Linked DNA regions of Cydia pomonella: region 1 is linked to region 2. A link is a contact called in public Hi-C data. All regions are on one chromosome and are shown on one strand. The core of a region is the stretch at or near the end of the contact, and the rest is flanking DNA. Distances in the headings are between cores, read along the strand shown.

Region 1 (4,559 bases), core at 497-2,996, 150 kb after region 2:
GCTGTTTTTACTCACTCACTAAACTGTGTCTATATAAATCTACTTCTGCTACCATAAATCTGAATGTGTTACTGTATCCATAAACCATATTTGTAATTTTAGCTTTATATCCATTATTTTGTTACCTAGTACTATATAATGTAGATTTATCAGTAGGTAAATTGGTCTCACAGTTTATTATTAGTTTATTAATCACCACTTCGTTGCAATGGCATGGGAGTAAGCACGATAACAAATTTTGAAATGTACTATTTTATAATATGTCGACACAAACCATTCCATTACATTATTAAGCTCAGTTTCTTTTGATGTACTACTGTACTAAGACTGAACTAGTACATTTGTGAGTTTGGAGCAATCTTTTCAGTAAACAAGCATGCACAACTCTAGTGGATTAGGCACTGTAAATGTCAAATTTGTATGAATATATGATAGACTCAAAAAATACCTGTTTCTTCCAAAATTTGAGGTGTCCATCTTGACTGGCTGTGACAATAAAGTCTGTTTTGGTGACAACAACATGAGAGACCACATCTCTGTGCATGTAACTCCGCTCGTAGGTCTCCGAGGACGGCAGGTTCTCCAAATACAAGGATTCAAACTCCAGAACTGAGGCAAACACCAAAATATTAGCACATGATTAAATCACTTAGAATCTTCTAGACATTTAATTAGTTTTTAAATTAAAAACAGATCCCTTGCATGCAACAATAAATAAAAGACCTCATAGTACCTTTTCTTTTCTTAGTTTTGGGTACAGCCGCCTCTGAAGGCATAGGACCGATCCAGGCGTCGGCATCTTCAGATTCGTCTGCTTTCTCTGGACTGGCCGGCCTCTTTTCCGCAGACATGTTTTATGAGTCTTTTATTGATGTTATATGCGAGCTAGACTAGTAAAATATGTATGTTTTGATAAATATGATAAGACGCTATGTAATTAAAGCCGAACAAAAACTAAACGAGTTGATTTGACTTTGACAACTAAAATGACACTCACTAATGAAGTAATGACAGCATCAAGAGGATATTTTTTTTTGTGAAGGCATTGCCAGAAGATTCTTCTTAATTTCCTCAGTAAATGAAATTGTAGTCTGTTAAACAACTTTGTCAGTAGAAAAAGGCACGAAATTCAAATTCAAAAACAAAACGAAAACCCTTCGCACCTACATTTTTCACCACAAGGAATCGTGGGGTAGCGTGGCCTGTTGTGTCACGCCATTAATTTCTAATAAATTTGTTGCGCACACTTTCATATGTACCTAGTATATATATAAGCAGTATACAGATAAATAGCCTCGGCCGTAAGAACTTTCACGTCTATAGCAAATGTTTTACCAGGCAGCAATGAGCCATGCACCGTCGTGTGAACACATGATGAAGGCCTACAGTTGCGCATTGCCACGCATGGCCCATCACTGACCACTGTGTAGGGGCCTTTACATTTATTTTTCACATTACCTTTCTTCATCCTTCTCTACAAAAAGTGTCCTGCAAAAAGGTAGAGTAGATTTAATAACAATAACCATTGTCGGCAAGGGTCTACAACTATATTATGTAAGTAAGAAAAAAAGGTTTAAGTTTCGTTAGGAATAAAATTAGTCCCTTAAGTGGGAACATAATTTATTTCTAGTAACACTACCACAGACAACCACAAAGTATTGGTTTGTTCAAAATTTGCCAGAAGTGTAAAAAACGCCTTTGTTGTTTATGGCTTTTTCGTTTTCATAAACTTCGAGTGGTGTCTATGGCGAAAATGTCTTTTACGAATTCGTAGTGATGGTGGCTGGCTTCCTTGCAGACGACGCGTCATAAATTGCAGCTAATTTGTTAATTCAAGAGAAATTTCGATCGACCAACGATCTAAATAATAGTGATTTAAGTGTTTTTGAAGTTTCACACAAAATCGGTAAGTGATAAGGGTCGTAATCATTCTTAAATCGCGCGCTACCGGTACCTCTACACGTGGTTTGGCTACCGTCCCGCGTACGTACTTTCCAACTGTATTTTTTTTATATGCATCGTGAGATTCTGTCGATTTCGTGTAATTCCAGTGTGTTTTAGGTGAAATTTTCTCATGCTTAGATTTGCCGCGTTATGTTTAGGTTGTTTATTGAACGTGGTCAAGTTTGACAAGTACTGGCTTTCTGACACACATCTTGATACGGTAATTAGTTGTGAAATGTGTTGCTTTTCGTCTTTCTCCGTATTTATATACTGATAGCGAGTAGAGATATCGTGAATAAGATCCTCATGTTGACTTAGGTTGTGTCGTACGTCAGCTTTTCACCTTGTCGTCGGCATGTCGTAGCGACTTTTCTCTTTTTTCCTCTATTGGTTATGACGCATCAATGTACTGTGAGCCGCTTGAGAAATCGTATAAATACACGACGTAAGTGTGCTGTGAATATTCATCAAAAGGCACTTGTTACAAGTGAGCTGTTTGAGGTTACTTTATAGGCCACAAACCTGTTGGCCACTGTATTGAGATGGCAAGTAATTAAGATTCTTGTTAGATTGTGATATCTCCCGAATTCTACATTGATATAAACTCGAATGTATGAAGCTACACAACATAAAAACTAAGATTAAAGCAATTTGTAATGTTTACTTAGATATTGTATTTCTTCAATTTGGTTTCTCTGGTAAGAAATCCTACACATATTTAAAGCCTAGAGTAATATTGACATAGGTACATTATAATTGTTATACTTATACAATGTAACATTGCAACTTTCAACACTGCATTCTCTGTACATACAATGTTCTCACATAAATCCAATCTGTATCGTAAAATCTTAGTCTACCAGAAACACATGATCCAATTCACATTGTATGTCCGTTATTTAGGTGTTCTCAGGCAAATATCTTCCAGTTATATGAGAAACTCGTCCGAGGTATTTTTTTTAATTTTTGGCTTAAGAAATTGTTATTTGTCATTGCTATTTTTTTTACATCTATTTAATTATCATAATAGTATCAAAAATTATATGAACCTGTACCTAATTTCTTGAAGTAAAACTTAAAATGCTGGAAAATGAAGGAATTTCTCAAACCATATAAAGTACAGTTAGACCTAAATAACTTGCTGACCCTATCAATTTAGAAAGTAATTGTCTGTGGTATGGCATGGCCAACCCGAGTTAGGAGGAATATGAGAAAGTATTTCATCTTGTCAATTTGTTTTATTTTACAATGAGATTTTAATGGAGGATTGCATGAAGTGTATTGTTTTGTGATAAATTATAAATTGGATAATAATTATACATGTTGATAAAGAAATTAAAGTTGAAAGAAATTGTGTTTGTATAGTTTGTAAGATTTTTTAAATATTTACAGTTTTTGATCATTGTTCTATGATAAGAACTTTAAAATACTTTTCTAAGGTACCTACATAAATTATCTTTCTTATGATTATCATTATTAGGTGTTTGTCATATCATGCAACAGGAAATCAAACTGCTGTGTTATCAGTGGTACAATCGGTCAGGGTCATAGTAATATGTATAGTACACATGTTACACAAGTCATACCTTTTTAATAATGGAGAAGCATGCAATTATGAATATATAGGAGCATTAAATTACTTAAATATTTATAAACTAATTATATCACTTGTGCATTGAGTTATATACGCAAATAGGTAGAAATAGTTATTTGTGGAGAAGAAGGGGGCAAAGTTGTTGTTTAACCCCTCATGCTAATATTGATAGGTACCCGAGCAAGCAAAAGATTCCAAAATTGAGGCATGAGCTTAGTGAGTGGTTCGAAAATGGAATTTGCAAGGGTTTCTAGACAAGAGTTGAACAAACTGCCAACAAGTGAAACACAATTTTTTTAACCATACCATACGCAAAGAATTTGCTAACTGTAGAATCTGTAAAACATTACAAATCAAATCCAAATTAACAATATTTATCACTTAAAATCATTACTGAAAAGTCAATTCCACCAGCCAAAATGAGGAAACAACAAAAGGATAAAATGCTGGTCCCATTTGTTTGTTCTCCCATTCTGTCTCCATGCATCCTTGGCACAGAGGACTGTCTAAATATAACAAAGTCTTTAAAAGTTATGACTTATTTTATATTTCCTATAACAGGAGTCTCTAAACTCTGACCCGGATCCCAGAGCCAAGCCTCTGTTTCATTTCAAAGTCCTCTGCTATCCTATATTAGTAATAGACACACGTGATGTAACACCTGTTTTACAATGACTACTACTTCATATAGTCCATTTTTTTAAGGTAAGTGATTTAAACGTGTCTTTTTATGAAACCCACTTTTGAATAAATTAATAGTTTAAAAAACACGCTTTTTGTCGCAAGTTGAGCAAAGATTACTAACAAGAATAATTCCCTTCGTCAAAAATTAAGCGGTGCGTTTGGGCAAAATGCATTTCGCAGCCAAGCTGTTCTTTTTGCTCAGGATATATTTGAGATAACTGAAAAACTTCCAAGTCCATAATTAGAACCTTTAAACCTGATCGTGTTCAAAGTCCATTACGTGACCTTTCTCACAAGTGCAAACATGACTATGATACGATATTCCATCATGGAATGC
Region 2 (4,706 bases), core at 883-3,382:
AGACTCCAGTTGCAATTCCAGTAGCGCACGGTCCATCTTGTTCATGAACAGGATGGGCTTGATGCGCTCCGCGATGGCTTGGCGGAGCACAGTCTCGGTTTGTACACACACACCTGGAGGATAGATTGTGTTCAATAAAGATTCCTTGGTTGAGTATTTTTTGTGGAAACATTTTTGTACTCAGATGGCCGTTCTAAAGATCTTCAATGAAAATTCGGTTTTTAATGGTAAGAACAATCATCATTTGAAATCTTTCAGTGTGGGAAGTATTCATTTTGTGATGCATTTTAACCAAGTTAGTGGTCACAAAAAACTGAAAATAAATCATATTGAGTTGTTTTCATTATGATGTGACATCAATATAAAGTTTATCTATGTATATTAACTGGAAGGTGAGGGGGGGAAACCCAAGGAAAAGATATATGAGCCAAGTAAAGGAGTATGTATGGGCCGTGTTGTATCAGGATGCTAAAAGGCTGGCTTCGGATCAACCAAAGTGGAGAAAACTTCATCAAGCTGCACCGACAAAAGCCCAGCTCTTAAATTGAATGGACAAGTGTAAAATGACAGTTGATGCCTTCAACCTCTCAGCAAGGATGCTGTCAGAAAGAGCTCCCTGTAGCTATATTATAACATGAAGCTAAAGCAGCCATTCTTAACAGGTGATCTGCAGACCACTGATGATCCCAGAAAGCACCAGGAGTGGTCTGCAAATCAATGCAATGAACAACCCTGTTAACATTTATTAATTCAGTCCCTGGCATAAATATAATTTTGTTAAGTAGTCACTCATTGAAAGGAAACCACTGAACAAGATGGAATATCATTACACTCACCAGATACACAGTCGACTACGACCAAAGCACCATCGGTGACACGGAGCGCGGCAGTCACTTCAGAAGAGAAGTCAACGTGCCCGGGCGAGTCAATCAAGTTAATCAAGAATCCCTTCTCGCCCTTCTCGCGCTGGTCGGGGTTCGTGATGAAAACCATGTCTTTCTCTTCGAGCTCGAAGAACATGGATATCGCGCTGGAGAAAGTAACATGTGTTAGTTTTGAGGTTAGAATTTGAAAGCAACATTTCTACAATTTCTTTTTTTCTCAGATGGCCGTTCTAAAGATCTTCAATGGTATTCGGCTTTTAATGGTAAGAACAATCATCATTTGAAGCGATATTGTTTGTTTTTATATGATTGCACAATGCATAGTAAATGCAACTTTCAAATGCAGTGACAGGTAGAGGTACGGTATTGATTTTGTGGTGCAATTAAAGCTAATTACTGGTAACTACCGTTAGTACCGTTGTTTGTCATGGTCTTTACATTCATTATAAATCAAAGAAGTTGGTGACTCCCGACAACTGACAAAGTAATAATAATAGTCACATATGACAAAGGTTATACGGACATCTGAAGTAACTCACGTAGACTTGATGGTGATGCATCTGTCTTGTTCATCCTTGCGGGTGTCGGTGAAACGAGTCTCGCCGGCGCGGGCTCCGGCGATAATACCGGCCTTTGAGACCAGCGAGTCCGTCAGCGTCGACTTGCCGTGGTCGACGTGAGCGATGACGGACATGTTGCGGATGTTCCGCTTCTTGTCCATCATAGCGCGGATCTCGTCTACGGTGAAATTCACCTGCGCAAACCAGAAAACACGTCAACATATCGCCAAGTCTCGACCACAACACAGATGGGCATGCACTGTCACACGCACGTTTCATTTTTAACGTAAATAAAACTCCAATGTTTTCTTTTAAAGGTCCAACTCTTCAGCTTCAGTTGAATTGTATTCACTGGCACTTTAGAGAGATTTGCACCGACATGATATCGGTGAAATACGTCATCGAACTACAAAGACGGTCGTGAGAAGAACTAAATTTAATTTCTCCGTTTTAAAAGAAATATCAAAAATAAACACGCGAAACGTTAATATAGATGCACCGTATCACTTTTCTGAACACGATTATGAGGTTAAATACTCACCATTTTGGATGGTTTTAGATTTTACTTTCAATAAAATAAACTACCATACGCCAACAATGGCGTACGCTTGAAAAAGGCCCTTTCGTGGGCCGGATACGTCCACCTAGACGTCAGTCAACGTTGGACCATAGACAACAGATTAGTGCTGCCACGTAATAAAAGATACCGGTTTTTGCATAGCCAAGAAGTTTAAAGATAAACCCTTATTCTGTACATTAAGGTTTAAAATCAATTGATTCATTTTTTGATAAGTCATAAGCAATCGTAAGAAATATGACCAGAGGAAAAAAGTTTTTCCATTTAAGCCGTTTCACACGCTCAAGAGCATCATGTACAAATCATGTATAAATCATCTTTAATTTGACACACAAAATTAAAATAATTAACATTTAAAAGCAGATATTTTTTTCATTAAATGAAGACAATATTATTATCTTTCTTTGCAAATAATGGTTTCGATTTAAAATTGATTTAAAAACTTTCTGGTATTAATTCCATGGTCCTATTAAAATAAATACCATAAATAATAAAGAATAGTATTACTACTGGAACCTAGATGGCACTAAAAATAAAACTTGAACTCGTATGGAGACTACTTGTCAATAGATGGCGATAAGAGGCTTAAAATATTGTGTTTGTAATTATCAATTACAATATTATAAACATTGCTTAGGCAAGACTACGATAAAAAAAAAACTGTTTTTATGGACTCCTTACATACAGTTGATAGATAACATATTAGTATCCACAATATATTTAAATCGATAATTCAAAATCATTACATGTACTTATGTAGTACGTAGTATATATGTAATGCTTAGTGGATGCCGGGTGTAGACAAATTTTGGCATACGAGACCGTGGCGTGGCGACACGCTAGTTCCGAGAACTGCGATTGTAGGGTGACCGAGGCTAAACCACCTAACTTTCGCAAGCTCATATCTTATTCAGCAAATTTGTTCAAATGACAACTTTAAGCGATTGTAATAAAGTGGACATTTTAAAACATCTTCAGCATGATACAGGCTATTACAAAGGTCACCCGTCATAATGCGTTTCGTGCTACTTATTATACCTAGGTGCGTTAATTTTGGGCTGGGTAAAGGGCAAATGTGGTGGCATGTGACGTGATATGTGAAATTTTACAAGTGCCATATTACACTTTGACCTTGAAGTTTTGCGTATGTTAGATGTATGTTAAGGACCTCCCGCAATAATCGAAAGTCTAGAAGAAGCTGGTTCCACACCAGCGCTAGCATGGACAGCTAAGAGAGATCTGCATGTATGTTACTTTCCATACAAAAATTAACAATATACCGCCTTAGACCGCCTGTTGTTACCTGGTTCTATTTTCCTTTAAAATTCATTTCTAGTTTTACATGTATGTAAAATGTATAATTAATAAAGAATATTTACTTTACTTACTTATTTACAGGTCTGCCCTACCTCTTAATTAAAAAACTCCAATAAAATGCTACTTATAATTGTGTCGCCATCTATAGTACTGTTATATAATTGGCAACACTCATTCATATGGACAAACATACACTTGGCTTAAAGGTTTCGTAACCAGGCCTTAAAATACAAAAAAAAAATACACAAACAACCTCAACTCAAAGAGTAGTATTATCTCATCTTAAACCAAGGCTTAAACGCATATACTTACCGTCTTTGTTCCACCGAGGGTAAAAAGAAAAAAAATGCATAGCCAAAAGTGGAGTGAACTAGGTACTAAGATATTTCTTAAATTGATCGAATTGGTGAAAATCAGCATTTCATATTCTTTCCCCTCTGCTCTGCCATAACATGCCATAAGTAGTTTTCAGGTCAGGGTTCTGACCGAACTAAAGATCTTCTTACCCCAGCTTATGCGTTTTTGCGGCTTGTGTGTCTTTTTTAGGGTTCCGTAGCTAAATGGCAAAAAACAGAACCCTTATGGATTCGTCATGTCTGTCTGAACGGCTGTATGTCACAGCCACTTTTTTCCGAAACTATAAGAGCTATACTGTTGAAACTTGGTAAGTAGATGTATTCTGTGAACCGCATAAAGATTCACATTCAAAGACCACACAAAAAAAGAAAACATTTTTTTTTTACAATAACGTTACAGCTATCATGACAGTTGCCCAATGCGATAGTGTATCAAATATTAGCCTAGGTGCATAAATATAATTAATTCTAAGAACTATAACATATTAAAAAAAAGCGGCCAAGTGCGAGTAGGACTCGCGCATGAAGGGTTCCGTACCATTTATGACGTATTAAAAAAAACTATTTACTAGATCTCGTTCAACATTTTACCACTTTGGACACACATTTTACCACTTTGGAAGTGTCTCTCGCGCAAACTATTCAGTTTAGAAAAAAAAAATATTAGAAACCTCAATATCATTTTTGAAGACCTATCCCTTAGATACCCCACACGTATGGGTTTGATGATAAAAACATTTTTAAGTTTCAGTTCTATGGAGAACCCCCAAAATTGTGATGAAATTTATTCATTATAGTCACTTTGTTAGGGTTCCGTAGCCAAATGGCAAAAAACGGAACCCTTATAGATTCGTCATGTCCGTCTGTCTGTCCGATTATGTCACAGCCACTTTTTTCCGAAACTATAGGATAGGTCTTCAAAAATAATATTGAGGTTTCTAATATCATTTTTTCCTAAACTGAATAGTTTGGGCGAGAGACACTTCCAAAGTGGTAAAATGTGTCCCCCCCT

The links. A called contact is a pair of places that touch in the nucleus more often than the background predicts.
Region 1: a contact with region 2 is called in a Hi-C map of whole body, with 2.5 times the contacts expected there. The contact joins the promoter of LOC133527445 here to the promoter of LOC133527804 in region 2. A contact is called at or near these places in 2 of 2 Hi-C or Micro-C datasets (both in whole body).

The regions. Positions count from the first base shown.
Region 1 is chr18:17,186,974-17,191,532 of ilCydPomo1, forward strand. LOC133527445 (CCHC-type zinc finger nucleic acid binding protein) reads left to right here and starts at 1,747. Exons shown (of 3, transcript XM_061864461.1): 1 at 1,747-1,906. LOC133527441 (peptidylprolyl isomerase domain and WD repeat-containing protein 1) reads right to left here and starts at 1,350. Exons shown (of 12, transcript XM_061864456.1): 1 at 734-1,350; 2 at 449-609. The coding sequence starts at 851.
Region 2 is chr18:17,040,033-17,044,738 of ilCydPomo1, forward strand. It overlaps LOC133527804 (translation elongation factor 2), which reads right to left and starts at 2,133. Exons shown (of 15, transcript XM_061864981.1): 1 at 1,986-2,133; 2 at 1,424-1,638; 3 at 837-1,030; 4 at 1-113. The coding sequence starts at 1,988.